Linked DNA regions of Mus musculus: region 2 is linked to region 1. The links are chromatin contacts, called in public promoter capture Hi-C maps. All regions are on one chromosome and are shown on one strand. The core of a region is the stretch at or near the end of the contact, and the rest is flanking DNA. Distances in the headings are between cores, read along the strand shown.

Region 1 (6,102 bases), core at 1,587-4,086:
CCTAAAAGTCAGCTTTGGACCCCCTCCCTCACTGCACAACTCTTCACTCGTCTCTTCCTCTAGCTCCCTCGCTAGCTTCTTCCTGGCTTGTCTGCAGGCCCCTTCCCTCGCCTAGGCCTAGGAGACCTGAACCTCGCTTCAGACTCCTCAGATGTCTCTCCAAGTGAGCCCTAGGCTCCCTCCCCACCCCCGACGCCCTTCACCCCCGCCCTCCGGCGCAGAGAGCTGGCTCCAGGGCCTGGGGCCTCCACTCGGGGGCCTCAGGGCCCGGCCTGACAGCCGGAGGGCAGGAGGCCTCAGGAGGGCGCGCCTTGGCCCTGCAACAACCCCCAGGGCCTCTCCCCAGTCCCTGCCCGGTCCCTCTGCCCCAGCAAATGCCCAGTCCAGGCAAATTGTATTTAAAGATTCCTGGGGGTCATTATGGCATATTTCGAACTGTGACCGTTTCTGTGTGAATATTTCTAGCTGTATTTGTGGTCTCTGTATTTATATTTATGTTTAGCACCGTCAGTGTTCCTATCTCATTTAAAAAAGGATTTAAAAAAAAAAGAGGGAAAATAACAAAAAGAGAAAAAAAGTGAATGACGTTTGTTTAGCCAGTAGGAGAAAATAAATAAAGAAATAACCCCCTACGTGTTATCCTCCTGTATAAATCCGACCTCTGGATCCGTTCTCGAATATTTAATAAAACTGATATTATTTTTAAAAGTTTATAATCCGCCTGTCTGCTCTTTCTCCCGCCCGCTGGCTTGCCAGCAGAGCTCTCGCGCGGCCTGCAGCTTGCAAAGCCCCCAGCCCTCCGCACTCGCCTGCCCTGCAGCCAGGCGCTGAGCCTCTGTCTCCGGGTTCTCCTGACCGAGATGGGGTTCTGAGAGGCCTCTGGGACCCTCCCTACACGGAACAGCACACACCCCGGAAAAGAAAAAGAGGAAAGGGGCCGCCTGGACTTTCGCTGGGGGCGGGGAAGCTTGAGTGAGCCGGGTTGGGCTCCAAGCCCCACGCGGGCCTTTCTTCCTGCCTGTAGCAGCCAGGGATCTTCGGCTTCTGAGCCCTGAGCCCAAAATGCAAGAAAAGGAGCCTGATCCGAGCACTAGGGTCGCTCCCACCCACTGCCAGCAGAATGGGGAGAAGGAGAACTAGCAAGCATGCCTCCAGCCCGCCAGGCCGGCTGTTGTGAAACCTGGCTGAGGCTCCCTGGCAATCCAAGGACCTCAGGAGTCCGTCCGCAGAGACTGAGCGATCCAAGGACGACTGGAAAGAGAAAGACTGGAAACTGAGTTCTGGCCTGTTCTGAGACTCCTGACCCGCCAGACAAAAGTCCTTCTTCCTTACAGCCCAGCCTATCTGGTTCCTGCCTCTTCTCTCCTCAAACCTGGCGCATGAGGGGCACAGTAGGACCCTAACCCTTTTTCAGATCCAGCCTTCTTTCCCCAAGGCTCAGCATAGAAACCTGAGTGGGCCTAGGGGAAGAAGTGTGGGTGGGAGGTCTCCCGGAGGGGGAAAAATCGGTCTGAGTTTTCCAGACTCTCCAGGTCCCTGCCACCGCCCCCCTCCTCCAGATCCTCGGCCAGCGGGGGTTGGGGGGAGAGTTCTGGCAGAGACTGAGAGTTCCTCAGTTCCTGAGGAAATGTGGGCAGTAAAGAGTAGGGTCTGGGACTAAGAAAGGGGATAGGACCCAAAGGTTGAAGAAACCCTGGCCAAAGACTGTGTCTGGGTTGCCCGACTCCCTGCCTGCCCACCCACCTCCCCATGAGCCTTCTATCTTGAAACCTGGGCTAAGAGCTTACCTCTAAAAGAACAAAAGCAGACTTTTATCTCTGCCTTGCTCATAATATTTGTGGAGGTTTCAATCTTGCCCCTCTATGCTCTTGGGGGTCATCTGAAATATCTGGCATTCTCATGGTACCACATGAAGACCACACAGAGCTGTAGAAGGGCCCTCCAGTTCATTGTGTCTAGTTACATGCATAGGAATGTTGCCTCTTGCAACATGTTAGGGTTCCTAACATTGTGAAGTCTACCCAAGTTCACCTGGCCCCTCACCTCCAGTCACATCCCAGAGAGTACCTAGGACTCTCAGCCTCAGGACCTGTCTGCTGCTTCTGCTCATTCAGGAACCCTCTCTCCTCTTGGGTATCCTGCCTACCTCCCAGAGGTTAATTTTTCCAAGCATACAAGACAAGCTTCTCTTTATCAAAACTGAGTTCAATCCTCCCAAGCAAGAGACCTTGACCTTTAGTTTAGGTAACCCAAGATATGTCCTCCTGGCTCTCCACGCTGGGCTTTAGCTACCCCAACTCTCTTTCTCAGTCATCATTGAAGTTTGGAAGGCTCTGGAGGTAGGGAACTGGCACTATTCGTTTCAAAAACCACCGGTGTAATTCATAAATAAGGCCTCATCCTTTCTCAATTTTAAGCAGAATTTTAAAGACAAGCTCAATGGGTTAGTTTGTCCAACAAGCAACAACTTCTCCACAAACTGACTGCTAGAAGGCCAAGCGATGCTACAAGATGAAATTCCTCCGAGTCGGCACCAGGTGTCGCTGTGAGCTCGTTGTCCCGACTACCCCCCAATTCCAAGAACCATTTTTTTTTCCTCCCCCTTGCTTCTCTTTCTCTTTCATCCCCCCCCCCCCAACCCCCGGGCTTTGCCAACATATCAAGATGCGTTTCGCCGGCTTCCATCACTAACCTCCCGGAGGTCATCAAGCCAAATTTATGAGTGGCCGCTCCAGTCACGTGACTCTATTTAAGGCTCCCTTATTTGGGAAGAGCGCATAGGATAAAGAAAGAGATATCTCCACCTATAAATTGTGCACTTTGGAGAACAAAAACCCCCTCAACTTCAAAGAGTCACAAATCACCCTTAATCAAAAAGGGTGCAGAAATTTTTTTTGGGCCCTCCCCGCCATGAGCTCCTACGTAGCCAATTCATTCTATAAGCAGAGCCCCAATATCCCTGCCTATAACATGCAAACTTGTGGGAACTATGGATCGGCCTCAGAGGTGCAGGCATCCAGGTACTGCTACGGCGGATTGGACTTAAGCATCACTTTCCCACCGCCTGCGCCTTCCAACTCTCTCCACGGGGTAGACATGGCTGCCAACCCCCGGGCTCACCCCGACCGCCCCGCCTGCAGCGCCGCGGCCGCTCCGGGACACGCTCTGGGCAGAGACGAAGCGGCTCCTCTGAACCCTGGGATGTACAGTCAGAAGGCGGCTCGCCCGGCGCTGGAGGAGCGAGCTAAGAGCAGTGGGGAGATCAAAGAGGAGCAGGCGCAGACAGGGCAGCCTGCCGGACTGAGCCAGCCACCGGCCCCGCCACAGATTTACCCGTGGATGACCAAACTGCACATGAGCCACGGTAAACTTTAGGACTTCATTTTGCGCGCTCGGGTCCGCCTGGGTTTTATAGGCCATGCGGGGCAAATAAAGAAAAAAAACCTGCGGCCATAAATTTTACGATCCAGGCATCAATGGCTCGTAAAACTGTCCACTAAAAGGCTTAGAGGCTGTGTGCGCCCAAATTTACGACGACATAATTGGATCATAGGAACAAAACGTGTATAAAAGGCAATATTCAATTTTGGGGGGAGAGGGAGGGAGTTAAAAAAATAGAGGGATCTGAAGGGTGAGGAGCATGGGGCTCCAGAGTGGGGATCCCCCCGCGGCTCCCTCCCTCCCTCCCCTGCGGAGCCGGCTCGGCCAGTGCTCGCGGCTCCGGAGGATTCCAGCGACTCGGGAGGGGCGGGAGGGGGGTCCCCGGTGCTCGGATCTCGAGGGTGCTTATTGTTCGGTCCGAGCCTGGGTCTCCCTCTTCCCCCCATCCCCCCTCAGCCCCTCCGGCCGCAGAGTGAAGGCGGCGGTGGAAAGTTTCCTGCCCAGGCGGAGGCGCTTCTCCCGGGACCGGGCCTGCCCGCCTGCGGCCCTTCTGGCCTGTCCCACCGCGCTCACCTCTACTCCCTCCGACCACGGGTGGGGCCTGGGACTAGGGTGGGACGTTGGAGTGCTGCACGCTATTCATCCCTCCCTGGTTTGGGGGAATTTATGTTCCAGAGACGGATGGCAAGCGGTCCCGAACCAGTTACACGCGCTACCAGACCCTGGAACTCGAGAAAGAATTCCATTTTAACCGCTACCTCACTCGCCGCAGGCGCATAGAGATTGCCAACAACTTGTGTCTCAACGAGAGACAGATCAAGATCTGGTTCCAGAACCGCAGGATGAAGTGGAAGAAAGATTCCAAAATGAAGAGCAAAGAAGCTCTTTAGAGGAAGCAGGGAGCCCTCAGAGAGCACCCCGGTCTGCTGTGGTCCCTGCGCCCTTCCTTTTCGGTTTTCCTCCTTCTAGATTTTGAGGCGGAGGCTAGAGCACTGGCTCCGGGCCTCCCAGACAAAAGCGCATTTCTTTGGCATTCCGAATCCCCATCGACCCAGGGTTCCGCAGGACCGCCTGCACTGCCTGTCTTGCCTCAGCTCAGCTGAGCACCCCAGGCCCGGGGCACATTCTTGTAGGGCGGGTACTGGATAAGTCTCAGCCTGGGCTGCCTCTCTCGGCTCCGAGCCCTAGTTCAGCTAGCCTGAGTTAAGGTGAGACAGACTGACTGTAACCCCTTCTCCCCGACCTCCGCCTCACCCTCTTCTTTGTTCCTGCCTAGGCTGACCAGCCTGCTGAAGGCTGGTTGTGCCAGGCAGAGGCTATGACTAGCTAGAATCGGGGTGCTTTCAACTAACCTTTGTAACTTCTAAACTGTCTTTGCTCATTAATTATTTGCATATGAAAGAGGGAGATAAGTGAAAGTGGGCCTGTAACCCCGGAGGTTGTCCTATGCTCTCTATACCTTCCAATCCCCTTCCCAAAGCCCGGGAACTTCCCTAGCCTGGCTTGCTGCATGCACTCTCAGGTTCACAGTTCCAGCCTGCTAGCTAGCTCAACTATTGGGGTCTCTTGTCTTTGGACCCTAGCAAGTTGTTCTTTGAGGCTTTTTGCTATCCTATATATCTTGCCATGACTTTCTCACCTTCCTGCCCCATTGCAGTTGCCCAACTATTTATTGACTCCAAGCCCTTCCTGAAACTATATTTTGTCATATCAAATAAAGCCAGAAAAAGAACAGGACTAAAGATTCAATTACTTCTGTCTGTTTAGGGCATGCATTGAATTGATGTGTCTAAATAGGCTCTGAGATGTATTGGGAGGCCCAGTCTTTAAACCATCCCTTAAAAAATATTTTTAAACACCTTTAGGAGCAGCAAGAATAGGGAACAATGGAACTGAGTTCTTTTCTTGATTCATGGTTCCAAGAAGGGCCTCTGGGGTGAAGGGGAGTACACTTGAGGACTCCTGTACTGTTGTTTCCACTTGCTGTGTGTGTCTAAGTTACCCAGACTTTTCTATATCCTATTCTCAACGTTGGCTAAAACAACTTGAGACTTGAAGCTTCTAGACTGTAGTCTGTACTTTATGCCAGAGAATAGTAGCTCTGTGGCTCCACTGACTTAGATTCAGGCTCTTCTGGGTCTAGGTCATCCTTGTAGGTCCTTTCTGACATAGAAGAAAGGTTGAGTCCTCTGTCTAGATGCCAGAAGGATTCGCAGCAATAGTAGGTGCTGCTTGGTAAAGAGGTGTTGGGGAAGGAGAAATGGCCACGGTTTGAGATGTTCTTCAGCCTTCTAAGATATGGGATGGGGCAAGGGGGACTAAGGAGACAGTGAATGCAACCTGCAGTGTGTGCCTGCCTTAGAGAAAACATACAGACTGCTCCCTGTCTTCTAGGGTCTAAGCCAATGAAGGACAGTTAACTGGAATAAGAGCTGTATAGATCAGTGTGGGAGCCATGCCTGTTTGCTGTCATCTATCATATCTCTGAGATTTTGTATACAGGGGGAGGGTGCCCTATAGGAGAGGGTATGCAGCTAATTCAGGTGGGGCTGGCCTAGGCTGATGCGCTGCTTAGCTCCACTCCAGGCTCCAGGACTTGTTGAAGGAGGAAGTACTTTACAGGAGAAACAAACGCACGGAATGGGCCCATAAAACCTTACTGCATTTCCTCTCCAGCCTTCCACAATGGGGTGATTTCCTGGAGCCAAGCCTAGGCCCCCC
Region 2 (5,401 bases), core at 2,552-5,051, 93 kb after region 1:
ATAGGCCTTAGGGACCCTTGGACTTCCCCAGGAACAGATCCACAGAAAGGGAGAGGACCCCCAGAGAGTTTCTGGCAGTGCTGGGATGTAGGTGGGATAAGGCCCAGCCTTTTCTGGGATCCCTCTACTGATTTTAATTTAGGAGAGGTGCAAGATGGAACACTCACAGTGCCTTTACTATTGTTTCTAATCTAGTTTGACTCAGAGACCCATTTTTCTAGGGTGTATGCAACTTTCCCTCCCCCTTCTGGCTCTATAACCTACAACCTTCCTGCAGTCTCCAGTACCCCAAGGAGACTAGGGAAAGGAGAGATACCCTACAGGAAGAGATGAGAAGGTTTTCAAAGGGAGTTAAGATCAGAAGTCCTTCAGAGAGCTACGTTGGAGCCGGACTAGAGCGCAGGACGGCAGGTGGTTTAAGGGGTAGTGGGTCAGGCAGGCCATCGAAAGTGCAGTGTGAATGGTCACCTAACTGGTACCCGGGGTGTACCTGCACTTGAGGTTTTTAGGTCAGGGTCCTCTGGGAACCTGAGGCTGGATGAATCAGGCTAAATGTAAATGCAAAAACTAAAAATTGCATTTGGAGCAATTTGGGGGAAGGGCAGTGGGTTACTTGGATCGAATGGTGTCTCTGGCCCTGCAGGCCACTAGGCCCCACTTAGACTGGAGCATCTGTGGGGGAGGGGATGCTTTGTCCAGGAACTGGGTTCTCCCAGACCAGGTTAGAACAGCTTCGGGATGTGGGGTAGGGGGTTGGAGTTGGGAGTGGAGTAACTGCCTAGAATAAGTTTGCCGTGGTTGGCTAAATCTGGACTTTGAGAGGAACCCTAAAGAGGTAGGCACCAAGGGAGTGGCATTCAAATAGGAGTGTGATCAGGGTTAGGGTTAGGGTTAGGGTTAGGGTTAGGGTTAGGGTTGGTGATGGCTCATGCCTGCAATCCTAGCACTCTGGGAAAAACCAAAACCAAAACCAAAGCTTTTCAGAGAAAAGCACAGGGTCATTGGCTTCCCCCTCCCCCTTCAATTAATCTGCTCCCTTTGCTTCTGTCTCCTCAACACCCCCACTCACCCCCAATGTGGGGCCTGTCTCTCCTTTTCTCTTTGCATTCCCCTCATGCTCTTTTTTCTCTTAGGATTGATGGAGCCACAAACAGTTTAGAACAGCTTTCCTAAGCCTATAGTGAGTCCCACCCACTGGGACATGTTAAGTAAGGGGACACCCAGGAATAGGGTCCCAATCTGAGGGGAATTGAGAAAGAACAGTGTGAAGGGTGGGTAGGTGGGTGCTGACCAGGCCTTCCTCTGGGGAAGGGTCCGTTGATGCCATCTGTACACTGTAGGATAGACTTAGAAACAAAGAAAGATAGCAAGATGTGCCAGGAAAATGCAGAACAACAAAGACAAGAGACTGGGCGGGCAGGAAAAAAATGTGTCTGCATGCCTGTAAAATCCCAAGTGCCCAGCCAGAGGAAGAGACTCTGAGAGACCAGGAAGGAAGGAAGCATATAGAAAAGAAATATTGGCAGAGGGCAGAATGGAGAGGCAGAATCTGGCTCATTTGGGTTTGGTTTGGTTTTGTGTTAAAATGAGGGATAAAACACACACACACACACACAGAGAGAGAGAGAGAGAGAGAGAGAGAGAGAGAGAGAGAGAGAGAGAGAGAGATTCATTCCCAGCCCATCTCACTGGCTTGCAGTGCTCCATCACCCAGCCAAGATGATGTTGCTGAACAAGTGTAGGCCAAAGCCTGAGGACCACAGTGCTCTGTCTTGACCCTGATGCCAAAGGGAATCATCACACTGGGCCACCCTGCTCTGGGCTCTGGGTGCTTCACCTCCGTGACCCTGCTTCTTGGTTTGATCACCTGTCAAATATGCCTTTTGCACTACAAGGTTGCTCAGCAGTTTTGACTTCCTTAATAGGTACATGGGAAAAGGAAGAGGAGGGGGCCTGTTCCACCAGGTAGGAGAGGGGAATCTTTGTTTTCTTCATTGATAAGAAGAAAAACCTTGATTTTGTTGTTTCTGGGACAAGGTCTCACTCTAAAGCCTAGGCTGGCCTGGCACTTCCTATGTAGTTCATGATGTCCTTGAACTCATAGCAGACTACTTTACCTGCTTTACCCTTTTGAGTGCTGAAATTTACAGGCATAAACCACCATATACTGCTTAAAGAAAACTTTTCTATCCTTAGCAAATTCTTTACTACACTCGTTTCCATCAGTTACCCCAAAAGACTACAAGGTTAAGGGGTTTCCCCATGCTTGGATAGGTGAGATTCATTTGAGAGGAGTTTGGTATGAAGTTTATAAACTCTGGAGGAACTAAAGAATGAATTCTGTGTAAGAAAGGGCATAGGGCCAGTCTCTGAGCCGAGCAAGTCTCTGGTGCATGGGGTAATTTACAGAACCCATACAAGGGATGAGTTGTCAAAATGACTCTAGACTCTGCTTGGAGAAGAATCAACTTGGTATTTGTTGCCTGTTGGGCCTGTACTACATTACCTATGCCTTGTCCTCAGTGCTCCTGTGGAAACTGCCCAATTAGATTCAAGGTTTGTTTTGTTTGTTTTGGTGTTGAGGCTCAAACCCAATATCTCATGCATGCTAGGCAGGTGCTGTCCCACTGAGCTATCCCCTTCTCCGTGTTGTGACTCAGGTTTCTTTGTGTGTATATAATATATGTCTATGTGTATGATTCAGGTTCATTTGTACATTTGTGTGTGTGAGAGTACTTGTGAGGTCCTGGGGTTCAATCCTCAGCACTACAAAAATAAGATAAAAGTACATCTCCTTTGTTTCCCCCAAAGTGGGATGGGATAAGTCATTGGGTCAGGTCTTCCAAGAGCAGTGTAACCCTTGATCATTGGCTGAGAAATCCCCCAACTCAACAGCTAGAGAGGTAAGCTGGTTCAGTAAAATCTTCACAGTACCCTCTTCAAAGAGGCCTCTGTCCAGCACTTCCTATAACGTTGCCCCTCTTCTTTCCTCCAATCCTCCCCCTCCCTCTCCTCTCCTCCTCCTCCCTCTCCTCCCACCCCCCCACCCCCCGCCTTTGTTTTTGTTTTTTGTTTTTTTTTCCTGGTGTTCTTTCCCCCTTTGTCTATGCTGAGCCAGGACTCTTGATTTTTGTATCCCAGCAGGCCCTGCTCTGAGACCCTGAGGCTGGCTGGCATACACTCTGCCTCTGTCTGGAGTTTATAATGAGGATGCAAATACAGGGATTCAAAGAAGAGGCCCTAAGTGAGAAGCCCGGGGATTTGCTAACCAGGGGCAGGGTACCAGTTGTGACTTTGACCTTTATAGCCTTAACTCACTGTAGACAATTCTGCATTTTCCATTTCCACTCCATCCCTGTTTCTGGGAGAGAGGTGCTGGTGTCCCCAAGGTTACTGCTCTCTGGGGATGAGGGTCAGTATCACAAATTAAAACCTTAAACTTTCTAAAAACGAAAAGCACATTTCCCTATTCTTTGTGTGTTTGGGAGGTTGTGTTTCCCACTAGCCTAGCAGACTCTGACCCCTGAACATCAGAATGTGGATTCCCCTCATTGTCTACACCAACCCCCCAAGAAAGGCTCAATCCAGGTGACTGTGGAAAGGATGAGCCCACACTCACTTCCTCATCCCTCATCTGCTTTGAAGGACTCAGGACCTCAGCAGGCTGAACAGCCATGAGGAGCGAAGCTGAGTGGCTTCCCACCTCCTTTGAGCTCCTCGCAGTTCTGTTTTGTGTGTGGTTTGTCCTCGCCCCTCCTCGGACCTGGAAAATGAATGTTTAACCCCGCTCTGCTCATCTCTCCCTGTGCCCTGTTCCTGTCAGCCTCAAAGCTGCCGGGAGGAAGGACCTGCAGCTTCCAGTCCTGCTCATAGTCAATGAAAATTCAAATTCTCTTCTCAGCAGAAGGGCAGCTGCCTTCTTCTCCGTTTTCCCTGCACACATTGATCTGTCGCGAGGGCACCTGGGGGTCAGAAGAGAGGCCAGGCTCTTTTAATTTGGTCTGGAATTAGCATATCCTATCACACCAAAGGCCAGGATTTCCACATCCAGGAGCAGGAGGTCTTCACCCAGACCTAGACCTGTTCTTAGACCCCTCAAGCCAGCAATGATATCCACATTTGTTGAGGTGGAGACCTAGGAGGGAAAATGAGCAATTTGGCCCATTTTTCAGGCCAGTAGCTGCAGCTGTCTGCTCTGTTAATATTTTCTTCAGTATTCATCACAGGCAAAGCACCGCCTTTACCTCGGAGTGCCTCGAGGATAGGAAGATCTTTGCCACCCTGAGACCTCCGTGTGTTGTGGATAGATACACAAATAAACAGATGGGGAAAAAAAAGACAAATTTGGTGTCTGTCAACTGATTTTCACGGCAGTCTTTGCATTTGTCAGGTGTCGGGCTCTCATGTCTTCTCAGATCTGTCCCTGCCACCCTAGTCGGCAGGGTGACACACAGCCCGCTGCTTTTTCCGGGACTTGGCGCTTTCATGCCCTGAAGTAAAGGGTATGGAATGGGTGGAAAAGGAATGGAGGTCCTGGTTACCTCTCAGCTTTGTAATGCAGACTGTTCCGTCACAGTGCAGGCACATGAGTGTGGGGGTGATGTCATCCGTTTCTCCAGGCTGACGAATATATCTATAAGTTTATCTTGGTATAATTGCACCTCTGAAGGTGAACACAGGGTGTGCGTGTTCAAGATGGTTGCAGAGGTGGACAAGTGGACCCAGTCCTATCTTAGGTGCCCGCCCCAAGCCCAAAGGCCTGTACAGGTCCAACTGCCAGTACGTGGAGGGTGATGTGGGTGTATGAGGCCTGAACATATCTCTGCATACGTGACCCTCTGTGTGCCAGTTTGTGTGCACTGCTGAATTATTACAAAATTACACTGACCCTTACAGAAAATCCATATCAGCCTCAACCCTTCTTCTCCGACCTCTCGACCTCTGGGGTGCCTGAGGAAAGAGCTGACCCGGTCGCAGCCACCCCTAGTCAATGAGCCTCTCTCCATTAGCATAAAACATGAATCTGCTGGCAGCTTGACAGATTATAACTAGCAGCCAGAGTTTTGCCAACTGGCTGGCTTGGGCGCTGTCTATTTATCATTGAAAATGGTAAATCATAAGAATCCAGATGACTTAATTATTCAAATCTACCCAGGGCCCAGAGAAGCTGCAGTCCTGTCAGCCTTAGCCCTGGGCTCAGGGAGGCTGGTGGGGGCTAAAACCCTGGCTTGGAACCAGAAGAGAGAGAAGCAGGTCCAGTCTTCACCCTCCGTGCGGCCCAGTGGGCAGGGCCTTCCTATGCAGCTCCTCTCCTGCCTGCCTTCCTCCCCACCTTTCCTAAAGACAGACTGTCTCTCTGGGGCTCTTCCCTTGGGCGGCCACTGCCTGCTAGCCCTTCTCA

What was found. Promoter capture Hi-C pulls out the DNA fragments that hold promoters and counts their contacts.
Region 2: a contact with region 1 is called in a promoter capture Hi-C map of liver. The contact joins the enhancer-like site here to the promoter of Hoxc5 in region 1. A contact is called at or near these places in 13 of 39 promoter capture datasets (the C10 cell line, the HPC-7 cell line, cranial neural crest and 9 more), 3 of 15 datasets of contacts at CTCF or cohesin (the G1E-ER4 cell line, the NIH/3T3 cell line and large pre-B cells), 22 of 484 Hi-C or Micro-C datasets (the C2C12 cell line, the G1E-ER4 cell line, LSK cells and 15 more), 14 of 115 datasets of contacts at active chromatin or transcription factors (craniofacial prominence, embryonic basal ganglia, embryonic hindbrain and 7 more) and 5 of 9 other capture datasets (adipose tissue, embryonic tail, liver and 2 more).

Annotation. Positions count from the first base shown.
Region 1 is chr15:103,011,172-103,017,273 of GRCm38.p6, forward strand. Hoxc5 (homeobox C5) reads left to right here and starts at 2,837. Exons shown (of 2, transcript NM_175730.5): 1 at 2,837-3,364; 2 at 4,057-6,102. The coding sequence starts at 2,911. The coding sequence ends at 4,271. Mir615 (microRNA 615) reads left to right here and starts at 3,739; the gene lies at 3,739-3,830. It overlaps Hoxc6 (homeobox C6), which reads left to right. Exons shown (of 2, transcript NM_010465.2): 2 at 1-710.
Region 2 is chr15:103,103,215-103,108,615 of GRCm38.p6, forward strand. It overlaps Gm28876 (a long non-coding RNA gene), which reads right to left and starts at 1,184. Exons shown (of 3, transcript XR_875698.3): 1 at 1-1,184. Within about 2 kb of position 3,802, at least 3 of the 459 cell types and tissues checked have an H3K27ac peak or open chromatin away from gene starts, as enhancers often do.